Linked DNA regions of Gossypium hirsutum: region 2 is linked to region 1. Evidence: chromatin contacts called from public Hi-C data. All regions are on one chromosome and are shown on one strand. Each heading gives the region's core, a stretch centred on a gene start, on an enhancer-like site or on the middle of the called end of the contact. The rest is flanking DNA. Distances are from core to core; before and after follow the strand shown. Region 1 holds the start of LOC121221139 (transcription factor TCP20). Region 2 holds the start of LOC121221185 (ACT domain-containing protein ACR6).

Evidence for each region. Hi-C and Micro-C count contacts between places; a contact is called where the count stands out from the background.
Region 2: a Hi-C map of leaf shows a contact between it and region 1, with 2.2 times the contacts expected there. The contact joins the promoter of LOC121221185 here to the promoter of LOC121221139 in region 1. A contact is called at or near these places in 14 of 34 Hi-C or Micro-C datasets (hypocotyl, leaf and seedling).

Annotation. Positions count from the first base shown.
Region 1 is chrD09:13,664,462-13,671,205 of Gossypium_hirsutum_v2.1, forward strand. It overlaps LOC121221139 (transcription factor TCP20), which reads left to right and starts at 3,279. Exons shown (of 4, transcript XM_041101688.1): 1 at 3,279-3,643; 2 at 3,738-4,840; 3 at 4,946-5,005; 4 at 6,110-6,470. The coding sequence starts at 3,622. The coding sequence ends at 4,621.
Region 2 is chrD09:13,836,801-13,843,583 of Gossypium_hirsutum_v2.1, forward strand. It overlaps LOC121221185 (ACT domain-containing protein ACR6), which reads left to right and starts at 2,094. Exons shown (of 7, transcript XM_041101820.1): 1 at 2,094-2,387; 2 at 2,607-2,652; 3 at 2,734-2,848; 4 at 2,931-2,998; 5 at 3,085-3,690; 6 at 3,916-4,020; 7 at 4,128-4,738. The coding sequence starts at 2,341. The coding sequence ends at 4,475.

The DNA of each region.
Region 1 (6,744 bases), core at 2,029-4,528:
CCTAGATCACACATAGCTTTCTTAATTCCCAGATGACCTATTTTGCATGGTATTGCAAACATGCCCCTATCCTTGTATTTTGCCGGTATTTTTCGCTGTAACACTGCAGATACATTCTCACCAACTTTCACCCTTTCATTACTTGTTAATTTTCGCTTGTTGGTGCAAAGCTCTTTAAGAAATTTAGCATACCGCAGTATTTGCTTGATGGCGTCCAACAGCGGAATGTTGATCTCAACATTCCTAAATTTTTCAAGGATTTCCTTGTCCTCTTTACCTCTTCGATACTAGTTAAATCGTTCTGGAAATAGAGGTTGAATTTTAGGCAATGGAGGCTTCGGTCAGACCTGTTCATCTTTCTCGATTTTTTCCTGGGTGATTTCTTTGCCAAAACTCCTATCAGGAATTGGTTCCAGTACCTTTCCGCTTCGCAACATCACTACATTCACATTTTGTCTAGGGTTTGGTTCTGTTTGTGACGGCAGCTTCCCTTGAGAGGTTAATTTCTTGATCGATGTGGTTAACTCTCTAATGGACGCCTCGATTTTTTGTTGAAAATCCTTCGTCTCTTTTTAGAAATTAAGAGTTTGTTGTTCGATTTGCTATTGAAAATCAAGAACATTAGCTGCTAACTTATTGACCATGGTTTCTAGAAAATTACCTGAACCTTGAGGCTGTTGTGGAAACCGATTTTGGTATGGCTGGTTATTTCGTGAATTGGCCCCATAACTTAAGTTAGGATGGTCCTTCCACCTTGGGTTGTAGGTATTAGCGTAGGGGTCATATCACCTTTGTGGCGGCCCAGGAAAACTTCTTATAGTATCCAGATGGGCCATGGTATCATCATACAAACTAGGACATGCGTCAGTTGCATGATCAGGTGTAGCACATATTTCGCATAACTAGGCTGTCTTCGCTTTTTCTGCAATAAAAGAGTCTATCATATTAGTAAGTTTATCAACTTTATCCTCTGAGGTTGAATTACTTAGTTGGTGAGCCCTTCTAGGGGGTTCAGTATTGGCTCAGAACTGCTGAGAATTTGCAGCCATCGTGGAGATCAAGTCTCTCGCTTGTTGGGGAGTCATGTTGACCAATACTCCTCCACTAGCGGCGTCTACCATATTCATCTCTATGGGCTTCAAACCTTCGTAAAAATATTGGAGGAGGGATTGCTCTGTTATACCATGTTGTGGGTAGCTTGCGCATAACTTCTTAAACCGCTCCCAATAATCGTAAAGGGACTCAGCTTCTTTTTGCCTTATTTCAACGATCTCTCTTCTTAGCTCAGCTGCTCGAGACGCTAAAAAAAACCTGTTCAGAAACAAACGAGATAGATTAGCCCAAGTTGTAATAGATCCAGAGGGTAAATTAAATAACCATTCCTTAGCGGAATTTGCTAGGGAGAAAGGGAAAGCACGCAATTTAATCTGATCCTCAGTTACCCCTTGAGGTTTCATGCTAGGACAAACCATATGAAACTCTTTCAGATGCTTGTGGGGATTTTCATTTTGTAACCCGCGAAAAGTTGACAGTAACTGGATTAAACCTGACTTCAACTCAAAATTAGTATCCACAGTAGGATACGCGATGCATAATGGTGGTTGTTCTGTTGGAGCTTCGGCCAGTTGTCGAATCATTTGAGCCGTGTGCTAGATTCGAGATTTTGTTAACCCTAGCGTTAAGCACTTCTTCTGGTGAGTCGACTTCTACTTTTTCACTTTCAAGTGTTCGAGTAAGGTTTTCATTAACCCTAGACTCAGCTTCGTCGTCGACTTTGATTTCTGGCGGTGGGTTACTTTGAGTTCCAACCATCGCTGACTGCTTTTTCTGTAACTTTGTCTCCTTGCGATTAGCTCTAGCAGTCTTCTCAATTTTTGAATCGAACGAAAGAGTACCTGGAGCAGATCTGGTCATAAGAAACAAAAAAACAAGATTAGTACGTTGCCAATCCCCGGCAACGATGCCAAAATTTAATGCGGTCATTGAAAGCACAAAAAATATCCTATTCGTAATAAATAATGAAAAATAATAGTAAAAGGGAAGTAGGGTCAAATCCTCAAGGACTGGATTTGCACAATATCTTGTTCTGTGAAATCCTAGGCAGAATCTTGCCTAAGAAAACCTGCGTTCCTGAAAAAAATAAAAAAAATAGAAGAATTAAAGGTTTGGATCTGGAAACGAAAAATAAAATAAAAACAGAATTAGGAATATTGAATCAAAAATTCGAGAAAAATAGAGTTGAGAGAAAGAAAATTCTTATGGGAGATTCTAGCCTCCAGTTATCTCATTTCGCCTTGGGTTCAATCCTCGACTTTTAGATGATCCTTCCCAAACCAAATAAGCCAGTTATAGTGGAAGAGGATGCCTCGACCACCAGCTCCAAGGATTTAGACTTACGATTTGGTGGAACCTGACTCTAGCCAACAATAGCTTCTATGAGATCATCTTATGCTAGATCAACGCTTCTCAATGGCGAATCCCACGCCATTTTGTCTCTTGGGCTCGCCAACCTCTGACGCAGTAAGCTAACGAACCGACTGTGCAACCTTCCCAAAACATACGAAGCGGTCGCCTTTGCATACGTTGAAAAGCTTACTTCTTAAGGGATATGGATGGAAGCGTCAGCCCCGTAGTGCGAAGAAACGATGAATACTCGTTGAGAAGGCTAAGTACAGATTCTAAGCCTCATGAACCCTTTTGGAGATTTTCGACAACCTTTGGCTAGATGGGTTTAGTGGCTCATGGTTGTGGTAGAAAAGAAAATAAATAAAATAAAAATAGAGATTTTATTGAAAGGAAATATGAGAAGAACAAAAGCCTAGACTTTTGGAGAAAGAGTGTTTACAGAAAAGGATCCTCCTCTTTTGAGTTATTTCATCCCCTATTTATAGTGCTAGGGGAGATACCTATTTAAATTCCTAAAAGATAAATACATTTAATTGAAGATAAATAAAAATAAATAAAATAAAATCTTAAAAATAATTCTTAATAATTATCTTAATATTAATTATCCTAATATAATTAAAATAGAGTTTAATAGAATAAAATCTCTTCTTTTTGCATTTCAACCCTTGTGTTCTCCATACTTGCACTTTTGGCATCAACTTTTCCTTGTGTCGCACATTGGCCCATTTTATTTCTAAATTCAGGCTTTTGGCCCTTAATTTTGCTTTTGCCTCAAATTTAGCCCCTATAAGATAAAAGATTATAAATAATTTAAATTAACAGGATCATACTCAGAATAAATACATAATTAAGATATAAAAATACATTATTCTAGAGTGTTATCAAATCTCTTACAAGAGATGGAACCATTAGTATGATGCCTGCCGAAATAATATTGTAGCAAGTAAAAGGTAAAGGCGAAGTGAAGAGAACGCTAAGAGAATCAGCCATCAATCATGGAAATGGGCAGTTAAAGTTACTATCGTATCAGAAGTATTAGTCAAAACCCGTTCACTACTGTAAGAAAAAGAGTAAGAAAGGACAGTGAGAGAAAGTAGGAAGACATGTTGTAAAACCAAGATAAAATTTTTGACATTTTGGGGGTGTGCTTTGGGATTTCAATATTATATTACTAGTTTGTCTTTCACATTCCTTGCCAAAAACAGTGAAAAACTCATGAAAGTGGAGGACTTTTCAGGTAACCTTCTTCAATCTAAGAAACTTAGTTTTTTTGGCTTTAATTTGCTTTGCCCCCACCTTACCACCCCTTTACCTGTTCATGGATCCCAAAGGCTCCAAGCAGCCACCAGCTGAAGTATCCAACTTCTTGAGCTTGCCACCACAACCCCAACAACAGCCTCATCAAAGCATGGGAGAGAACAAAGCAGGTGAAAGCAAGGGTTTCCGGATTGTTGCAAGTAAAGAAGAAGGGAAGAAACAACAGTTGGCTCCAAAGAGAAGTTCTAACAAAGACAGGCACACTAAAGTTGAAGGGAGAGGTAGAAGAATAAGGATGCCTGCTTTATGTGCAGCTAGAATCTTTCAGTTGACCAGAGAATTGGGACACAAATCTGATGGGGAAACCATACAGTGGCTGTTACAACAAGCTGAACCATCAATAATAGCCGCCACGGGGAGCGGAACCATACCAGCTTCAGCTTTGGCAGCAGCTGGAGGCTCAGTTTCTCATCAGGGGGCCTCTCTGTCAGCTGGATTGCACCAAAAGATGGAAGACTTAGAGGGGTCCAGTATAGGGTCTGGAAGCAGTAGGACCAGTTGGGCAACGGTTGGTGCCAACAATTTGGGGAGACCCCATCATGTAGCAACAGGGTTATGGCCCTCAGTCAGTGGTTATGGGTTTCAGACATCATCTGGTCCATCTACAACCAATTTAGGCACTGAAAGTTCTATTTATCTGCAAAAAATCGGGATTCCTGGTTTTGATTTGCCAGCTACTAATATTGGTCAGATGAGCTTCACCTCAATCTTAGGTGCGGCTAACCAGCAACTCCCTGGTTTGGAACTTGGGTTGTCTCAAGATGGTCATATTGGGGTTCTAAATCATCAAGCCTTAAGCCAAATTTATCAACAAATGGGGCAGGCTAGGGTGCTCCAGCAAAAGCAGAATCAGCAAAATCCCCCTGCTAAGGATGATTCCCAAGGATCAGGCCACTAAAGTTATAAACTTTGGGTACATACTAGCATTCCTAAGAGAGGATGACTTTCTTTCTTGTAATGGTTTCAGTATTGTATAATTGAAAAAAAAAAAAGAAAAAGAAGAAAAAAAGAGTGAGAAAAATGTGTACTTAGCCTCTCAGAATTCTACAGGGACAGAATGGACTTTAGTTTTGCCCCCTTCTCTCTGCACTGCATCACCCAAGTTTCCATTACACAGGTGCTTTTCTTGTTTCTTGCATCTATTGAGCTTGCATCCTCAAACCTCTTCAGAGAATTATTAATCTTCTCTTTCTTTTTTTCTTTTCTGGTGTGGAATGTGCAGGTGGAGCTTTGCACAGCCTAGTAGCTTGGTTTTGGGCTTAACTTGTTTCTTGATTCAAAGGTTTGTTGATTGTGTTGTAAGGAAGATTTAATTACTTCTTCTTCTTCTTCTTCTACTTCTTCTTCTTCTCTAGGTCTGGACGGAGTGGCAATGGATTTGTTTGTGAAAAATTAAACATAGAAATTTACAGTCATACATGTCCATTTCATCTTGGATCAACTAAGAATTACTCCAAAAGAATATATTGTTTGCACACAAATGGCCAATTGTTGAATACCTCTGCCTAACACTCATAGTTTCTCCTTTCCTTTTCCCTCATCTTATCTTGTTTGGAAAACTCTGATATAAAAACCCCATATATTTTCTCACTTTATTATTCCTAAATTTTCATCACTAGGATTAATTTTCTTTTTATGGAATTTGTATCCACCGCTGCATGAATATAAGGCTACTTTAGCTAGTTCATTAACTGCTTATCCTTTTTCTCTGTTTGATCTTGAGCAAGGCCATTAGCAGTTTTAGAATTTTGTTTTAAAATCTTGTTATTTCATCACAATCAAGTGTTCGATTAGTAGCAAAGTTCCAATTAGGTTTGTGTTCACTGCTATGGTGGTTTTAATATTCTTCCCATTACCATTTTCCTAGCAATGAAGATTTATTATGAATATTCTAATACTATAACAATTATTTATGCTTCATTGTGAAATTTAATGGACTCAAGCACAAAAGTTAAGTTGACAAATCTGATATATGTATATATATTTTCCATAAAATACTTTCTGAAAGTTTTATGGAACAAATATCCACTAAAATAGTGCTAAGAAATCAATATCTATGAGATAAAATCAATGTGGTCCTTGCAGTTTTGGACTTGGGGTGTTGAAATTGACAGTTCAGGTTGACTTTGTCATCCACCATTTCTGTATTTGGCACTGAAGTTTTTAACCTCATATTCTGTTTTTTAGTACAGTATCTGCCTGTTGTTTTTGCTGTACTGCATTCATTGTTGCTGTTACTCCTAGTAGCAGCCTTTCAAGTTGACTATTTAGTTGCAAGTATTATTTTGCTCACCCTCCTTGTTTTAGACTAAAAGGATCCAAAAGGCCCTTTTATTCATACAGCATCTCATCCTCTTTTAATTGTTTCACTTAATGTTTCTTTAAGGTGTCAGATTCAGTTAACAAAAAACAGGATGTGTTGGTGGGGATGCTAATTTGAGTAGAACTGTGTTCCAAATGACTGGAAATGGATTATTTGCTTATACTCAAAACAACACTTAAATTTGGGTTGGTGTTAATTCACCATTTACACATCTGTTTCAGCATGTTCAGGCTTAGATTTCGTTGTTCCACAGCATAAAGCATGGTTTTCAGTCCTTGTAAGTTTCATTGTAGCCATCACTGTCAATCAGTTGTGTAAATCCTCAGTGACATTAGTTAAATCTTTGCAAAATCCATGTTTATGTTAGTCCTAACATGGTAAGTACTTGTTAGAGAAACTTATAAGCTCAGCTCTTACATTTTAATATTCTCTGATGTTTTAGAGTCTTAAAAATATACTCACAAGTTAAATTTACAATTGATACAATACAAACAATTACAATTAAATCAAACATTACAATATACTATCCAAACTAATACACTCTAATGTTCTAATTTTCTCTTGGATCAGCTTTTATATTAACCAATTTGGATTCTACTATGTTATGATCGTTTTTTATTATTAGTGTAATATAAGAAAAAAAAACTTATTTAATACATGTGTTAAAATAGTTAGACACAAATTTAAAATTAAAAATT
Region 2 (6,783 bases), core at 844-3,343, 170 kb after region 1:
TCCTCGCAATTATTTACAAAAATCAAAATCAGAATCATCACAGACTTTTCAAAACAGCACATTAAATTAAATTAAATAATCCAAAAGCCGCGAACAAGCGAGGTAGATGGTTAGGCATCCTTTAGGTTTAGGTAATGCCAAGGAGCCACTCTCTTATTTCCTAGACAAATCTGATTTAAAGTGGGCTACGAATTTTCAACATGCATTGACTAAAATTTACTATTTTCTCTGCATTTTTCATTCATTTTTAATGAGTATCCTAAAGATAACTATGGAGCTTGGTTAACTATTAATAATGAAATAATGGGTAAATTACACCATTAGTTGCTAAATTTTGTTCTGAGTTTTTGTTTTGGTTACTCAATTAAAAATTACAAATTGATCATTGAACTATTCAAAAGATTTCATTTAATTCATTGAACTAGTCAAAAAAATATTTATCTAAGTCACTGGGTAATTAAGTTCTTTAAGGAAAGAGTTTCGCTAGCGAGTTCCAAGTGACAATTCAATGACCGGTACAGTGAATCAGTACCCATTGACAAGTAGAAGAACATACATTAGATCCAAGTCGATCTAACGGTCAATGTTGGAGATTGAGAAAAGACTTGTTTGAAATTTGGTTCGCAGATGAGTGACGTCTAAAGTTGTTTCATGAAAAAGAACTGAGCTATAGAAGAAAATGGGAAAGAAAGTTTTCGATTGGTGCAAACAATGCAAATAGAGAAAGCCATATAATATCAATTTTAACAGTCTGATGACTTTAATGAAAACTTTTGAATAATTCAATGATCAAATTATAATTTCTTTTAGTTTAGTGGCCAAAATGAAAACTTATACATAGTTTAGTGACCAATGGTTTAGTTTATCTTAAAATTATCAAAATTTAAGATGAATGGACAAATTATCTTATTAAGTTTATTTGGTTGGAATATAAGTTATGTTGTTTGGTTGGTGGAATATAAGATTGCATAAAAGCATATAATAAATATGCTATAACCCCTCCCCAGCCCATAAATAAGAGGATAATGTGTTTCATCGCATTCGAACCCACATCCTCCTGTGTTGACAACAATAGCAATGTCAATCGAGTTAAAACTCAATTAATATAAAATTTATCTTTTTATTGATGAAAGTTGAAAGTTATAATATTTTATTTTATTAATAAATACATTTATGTAATAAATTAATTTCATATTTTTTCCTAAAATAAATAAATTAAAATTGAAGAAGATAATAACATATAATAACATACTAAAGGTTCTCTTTTCATCAAAGTGAGAGAGAAAAAATGAAAAACAACACATTTTTTTTTACTAAAAATGCATTTGTTATAATCTAAGGATAAATTTAATCAAAATAATAAAAAATTGGAAAAATTTTGTTTTAGTAATATTTAATGGTCTTTTGTTTTAATTTTTTCTTTTATTTTGCTTCTAATATATATATATTATAAGCATATTTTTAGAAGTTAATTGCATTATACATCTCTAAATTATAACTTGTATTTTAAAGTGATTTTCAAATTTTAAAATATTCTAGTTATATCCCTAAACTATCAAAGTTATATCAATAAGATGTTTACGTTATTAAAATTATTAATTTAATTATTAAATAAGATGTCAAATCTTATGGTATAATTTAAAATGAAAATTTTAAAGAAAAATGAAAATTATAAAAAAGGATGCTGTAAAAATATTGATTTTGAAATTTTTGAAGCTCTTTATATTATTAATACATTAATATAAATAACATCACTACCAAAATAGAGAAAACAAAGGTTGCTTAAAACACTGAGACTAATATAAAATAATATGAAGATGAAGAAGAAAATGCCGCCGAAAACACGGGAAAAAAATCTCCGACCAAACTGTAATCACCACCTGCTTGTCACACTCCCTATTGTGATCACCACAGTTAAATACTAGATAAATAAAAAAGGTCAAAAGTACAACATTCGTCAACACGCACGAGCCTGACCACGGGCAGCAATAACGACTTTCCAACCAATCATTTATTTACACGTCCCCAATATATTACATTTTCGGACACTCTTCTTCTAATTTATTTTTAAGCTTTCAATTATTATGTAGTCCTACTATTTTTATTTTCCTAACTCGTGCTTTCCTTGAATATTGGTTTCGGAAGACCTATTTTTATTTTTATTTATTTTCAATTTTGTACAGTATCATACAAAAAGAATAATAAAAGTTGCCCTTTTGGAAATTCTGAGTTCTGGGATTTCTGAGCTAATCAATTTCTTTTTTGAAAAAGTTTGGTTTTCTTCTTTGGTGCTTGTGGTTTTTCAGCTTGGAGAAATTTGGTTTTCTTTTTTCTTGAGAAATGGATGATGAATATGCTAAGCTTATCAGAAGGGTAAACCAACCCAGGTAATTTTTTCTCCTTTTTTTCTTTGAGAGATTTTCGTTTGAATTTATTGGTTAGATTTTTTGAGTTCTTTTCCCCCCCTGCTGTTTTGGATGAAGAAATTGAAGAAGATTAGAGTTTGTTCATATATTTTTTCATAAAAAACTGAAGCAAATTTGGCATGTCGTATTCTTGTCTCTTTATTGCTTTTAATTTGAGATGTATGGTTTTTGTTGTTGCAGAGTGGTGATTGACAATAATGCTTGTGAGGATGCCACAGTTATCCAGGTAAAAAGCTTAATTAGCTTGAATTATGATATGTGGGTAACCAGTTCCTTATATTTGGATATTGGGGAACTTTCTCTTCAGGTTGACAGTGTCAACAAACATGGGATTCTCCTGGAAGTAGTTCAAGTGCTTACTGATATGAATCTTACAATAAGAAAAGCATACATAGCATCTGATGGAGGATGGTTTATGGATGGTAAAACTTTTCCCTTAAAAACACTCTTCAATTTATACTCAACATACACTGATTTCTTTTAGTATTGTTGCTCATGTTTCAGTTTTCAATGTTGTTGACAATGATGGCAACAAAATCAGAGATAAAGAAATTATTGACTATATTCAAAGGGTAAGAAATAAGAACCTACCTCATGTTACTCTTTTGGCCTTACAGATTTTTAACTATTTTTCACCTTAAATTTTAATTTTTTACAGAGAATCGAAACTAGTGCGGGCTTTGTACCATCACGGAGAGGCTCCGTAGGTGTAATGCCATCAGAAGAGCATACATCAATTGAACTTGCAGGGACTGATAGGCCTGGTTTATTATCTGAAGTATGTGCAGTCCTGGCGGACCTGCGTTGCAACGTTGTAAATGCCGAGATTTGGACCCATAACACCCGTGCTGCAGCTGTAGTTCATGTGACAGATGATTCGACAGGCTGCGCAATCACCGACCCAAAACGTCTCTTGATGATAAAGGACTTGCTTTGCAATGTTCTCAAAGGAAATGATGACTTGAAAACAGCAAAAACAATGCTTTCAGCTCCCGGTGTCATGCATAGGGAGCGAAGGTTGCATCAAATCATGTTTGCAGATAGGGACTACGAAAGGGTGGAAAAAACTGGAGTCAGGGCAGTCGAAGAGAGGAGCTCGAGACCCCAAGTTAATCTGTTGAATATTGAGAAAGATTACACTGTTATTACCATGAGGGCAAAAGATAGGCCAAAACTACTGTTTGATATTATCTGCACTCTTACAGATATGCAATATGTTGTTTTTCATGGAATGGTCAACACAACGAGGATGGACGCTAATCAGGTGAGATAGTTCTTTTACCATTTTAATGTGATGGCAGTCCTATCAGCCACTGATATATATATATATTGATCAACTTGCTGATGCAATATTGAAGCAATTGGTGTAAGATGAAGCTGACATTGTAATCCATTTTGTGTTGGAATTCTACTCAGTTGAGCACAAGTTGATATGCTTAGAATTGTAGATTCGACAGTGTTAATGGCATCAGCTTTTTTGTCTTTGTAGGAATTTTATATCCGACATGTAGACGGGCTCCCGATCAGTTCAGAAGCAGAGTGTGTCCGTGTTATACAATGTCTTGAAGCAGCCATCGAGAGGAGAGCATCTGAGGTATAGGAAACCATCTCCCTGTCACCTTACACAAGAAGAAACTTTTGATTATGACAATCTGAACATAGTGTCCTTGATGTTATACCCTGCAACATTTCATGGTACAGGGGCTGGAGCTAGAATTGTGCACAGAAGACAGGCTTGGACTACTGTCCGATATTACCCGGATTTTCCGGGAAAACAGCTTGTGTATCAAGAGAGCATTAATCTCGACGAAAGGTGGTAAGGCCAAGGACACCTTCTATGTCACAGATATGACTGGAAATCCGGTCGATCCCAAGATTATTGATTCAATCTGTCGACAGATAGGCCGGAGTGCACTGCAGGTGAAACATAATAGATCAAGTCTTGCACCAAAACCACCTCATCAAGAGACAACAATGAGTTATTTGTTCGGGAACTTGTTCAAAGCACGTACTTTTCAGAATTTCAAGCTAATCAGATCTTACTCATGATTTCTATCCCTGTATAGTCTTCCTCTATTGGATGAAGATATGAAGTCAAAAGATATAGATGGGGAGCAAGACAAGTCTCCCTTTCATAGTTACCAATATACTGATACAGTGAAAGTTACTGGTGGTGGTTGTGTATCTTTCATTATATCACTTGTAAGTAACATCTGTACAAAATGAACGTTTGCATGGATTGCTCATAAGATGCAAGTTTGTATAGAAAGTAGACTAGGTGAATAAGAAAAACAAAGTAAGTTTCTTCTGGATCTTATTGTGTACATTAATTAAGTGTTGTTTTTATTTTTGTACCCTTGAAATGATTTCAGGGGAAAAACACATAATAAAATTTGATTTTACAAATTTGCATTAAGTTGTCCCAAGCAAGGAGAATGAATGCACAATCTCAAATTTGGGTGCTCTCAGTTAGGACAACTTATTTAGGGTTTTTAATGAAGAAGGAAGAAAAGGATTGAAAAGAAAGGAAATATGGAAGGAAGTAAAGGTAAAAAATTACATTGGTATTATTTAAATACTATAATTTTATTTTTAAAAAAAAGAAATTTATTATATATTTATATTATTTTTTTATAGTTTTATAATTTGTATTATGTAAATTGACTAAGTTCATTTATCATATTGTATTTTGAATTTTTTCATATTGCGTTTGTATAAAGTTTGAATTTAACTAATATTTTGTATAGTTTACAATAGTCTTCAATTTAGAAAAAAAAAATTCTGTTCATTTTGTTTTTAATTTTTTTATATATATTTGCACAATTTTATCACGGGGACTGATTTTGAAACGAAAATTGTATGTTTCAATCATTATAAATTTATAAAAAATAATATTACACATTAATAACTAATAATTAAATTTTTACATATTGATATATTTTTGTCTTGTTCAATTCACTTTCTTATGTGTATCATGTTTTAATATTTTTCATATTATTTTTATGTTATATCTCAATTAATTTCATATTTAAATGATTTTCTATAATAATTTCATTTTAATTTTAAATATATTTTAATCTATTCTTTTTAATGTATATGTTCTAGTAAACTGTAAATTTGTAATTTAAAGTGGTGCTCAAGATTTTAAATCCCCGTGATGATCTTAAGACGACTTTAATGCACTATTGATATTATGTAATTTTTAGCGGTTCACTTCGATAATTATTATTTTTAACTCAGATTTAGCAACTAAATTTAATTTAGTAAAATCAAATTCTGCTTGTTAGCACGTTTTCCTCTACTTGTTAGCATGTTTCTTTTCTTTGCCTTTCCATATCAAGTTGTCCTTGTTTGTTTTTGTGTTTTCTTGTTTTTAAATGGCGGCGGTGGAAGAGATTCTTGTTGATTTGTCCATTGGAGAGGAGGAGGTGGTGGTCATACCACTTGGTTTGGGAGAACCAGGTGTTGGGGTGTCCTATGAGTATTGTTTTGTAGGTATCTTTCTGACTTCCAATGTGATTAATTTCCCATCGATGAAGGCGACTTTGGCGAATGTATGGCACCTGGTTGGAGGTATTCCAATTTCTTATTTGAATGAGGGTCGCTATCTCTTTTGATTGTATTATTAGGTGGATGCGGATAGAATTGAGGCTGTGGTCCATGGACTTTTAACTCTCATTTCCTTCTTATGCATCGTTTGTGGGGTGGGGAAGATCTTATGGTTGTTCCTTTGGTTACTGTTGATTTTTGGGTTTTAGTCCTTGACTTGCCCCATGAATCCATGGAGTTGGTAGCGCGGCAGTTGGGTAATTTCATTGGCCAATTCCTTGAGTACGATGTAAAGGGGATTTCGTTGTGATATAGGGGGCCATAAGGGTTACGACTCATCTTGATATTCGAAGGCCATTGAAGCGGAAGAAGAAGGTACTATTGGCCAACAGGAGATAGGTTTATGTGAGGTTTGAGTATGAAAAGCTTTCTCTTTTCTGTTTTCTCTGTGGGAAACTAGGCCATAGGGGAAAGTTTTTATCCCATTCAGGTCCTCCACGACAAACAAGAATTAGAGTTCAGGCGGGACATCTCCCCTAGAGCGTCGACCAGGCGAGCGGTGGTGTCGACTAGTATTTGGTTGAGGGAGGAGGACGACTCTCGTGTTCTGGTTTCTACGGCGAGGAATCCTGAGATTGTGAGGATTAGGGAGAAAATGTCGAATTTCCTTCCCTTGAATTTTGGTGCTAATTGGGATGATGGGCAGGTTGGGGGTTCTATTAAATTGGGTAAGTCTGATTGGACCTTATCTGTGGGTCTGAGTAGTGGAGCTTCAAATGGGTCGATTAGTGGAATAATCAGGTCGTGT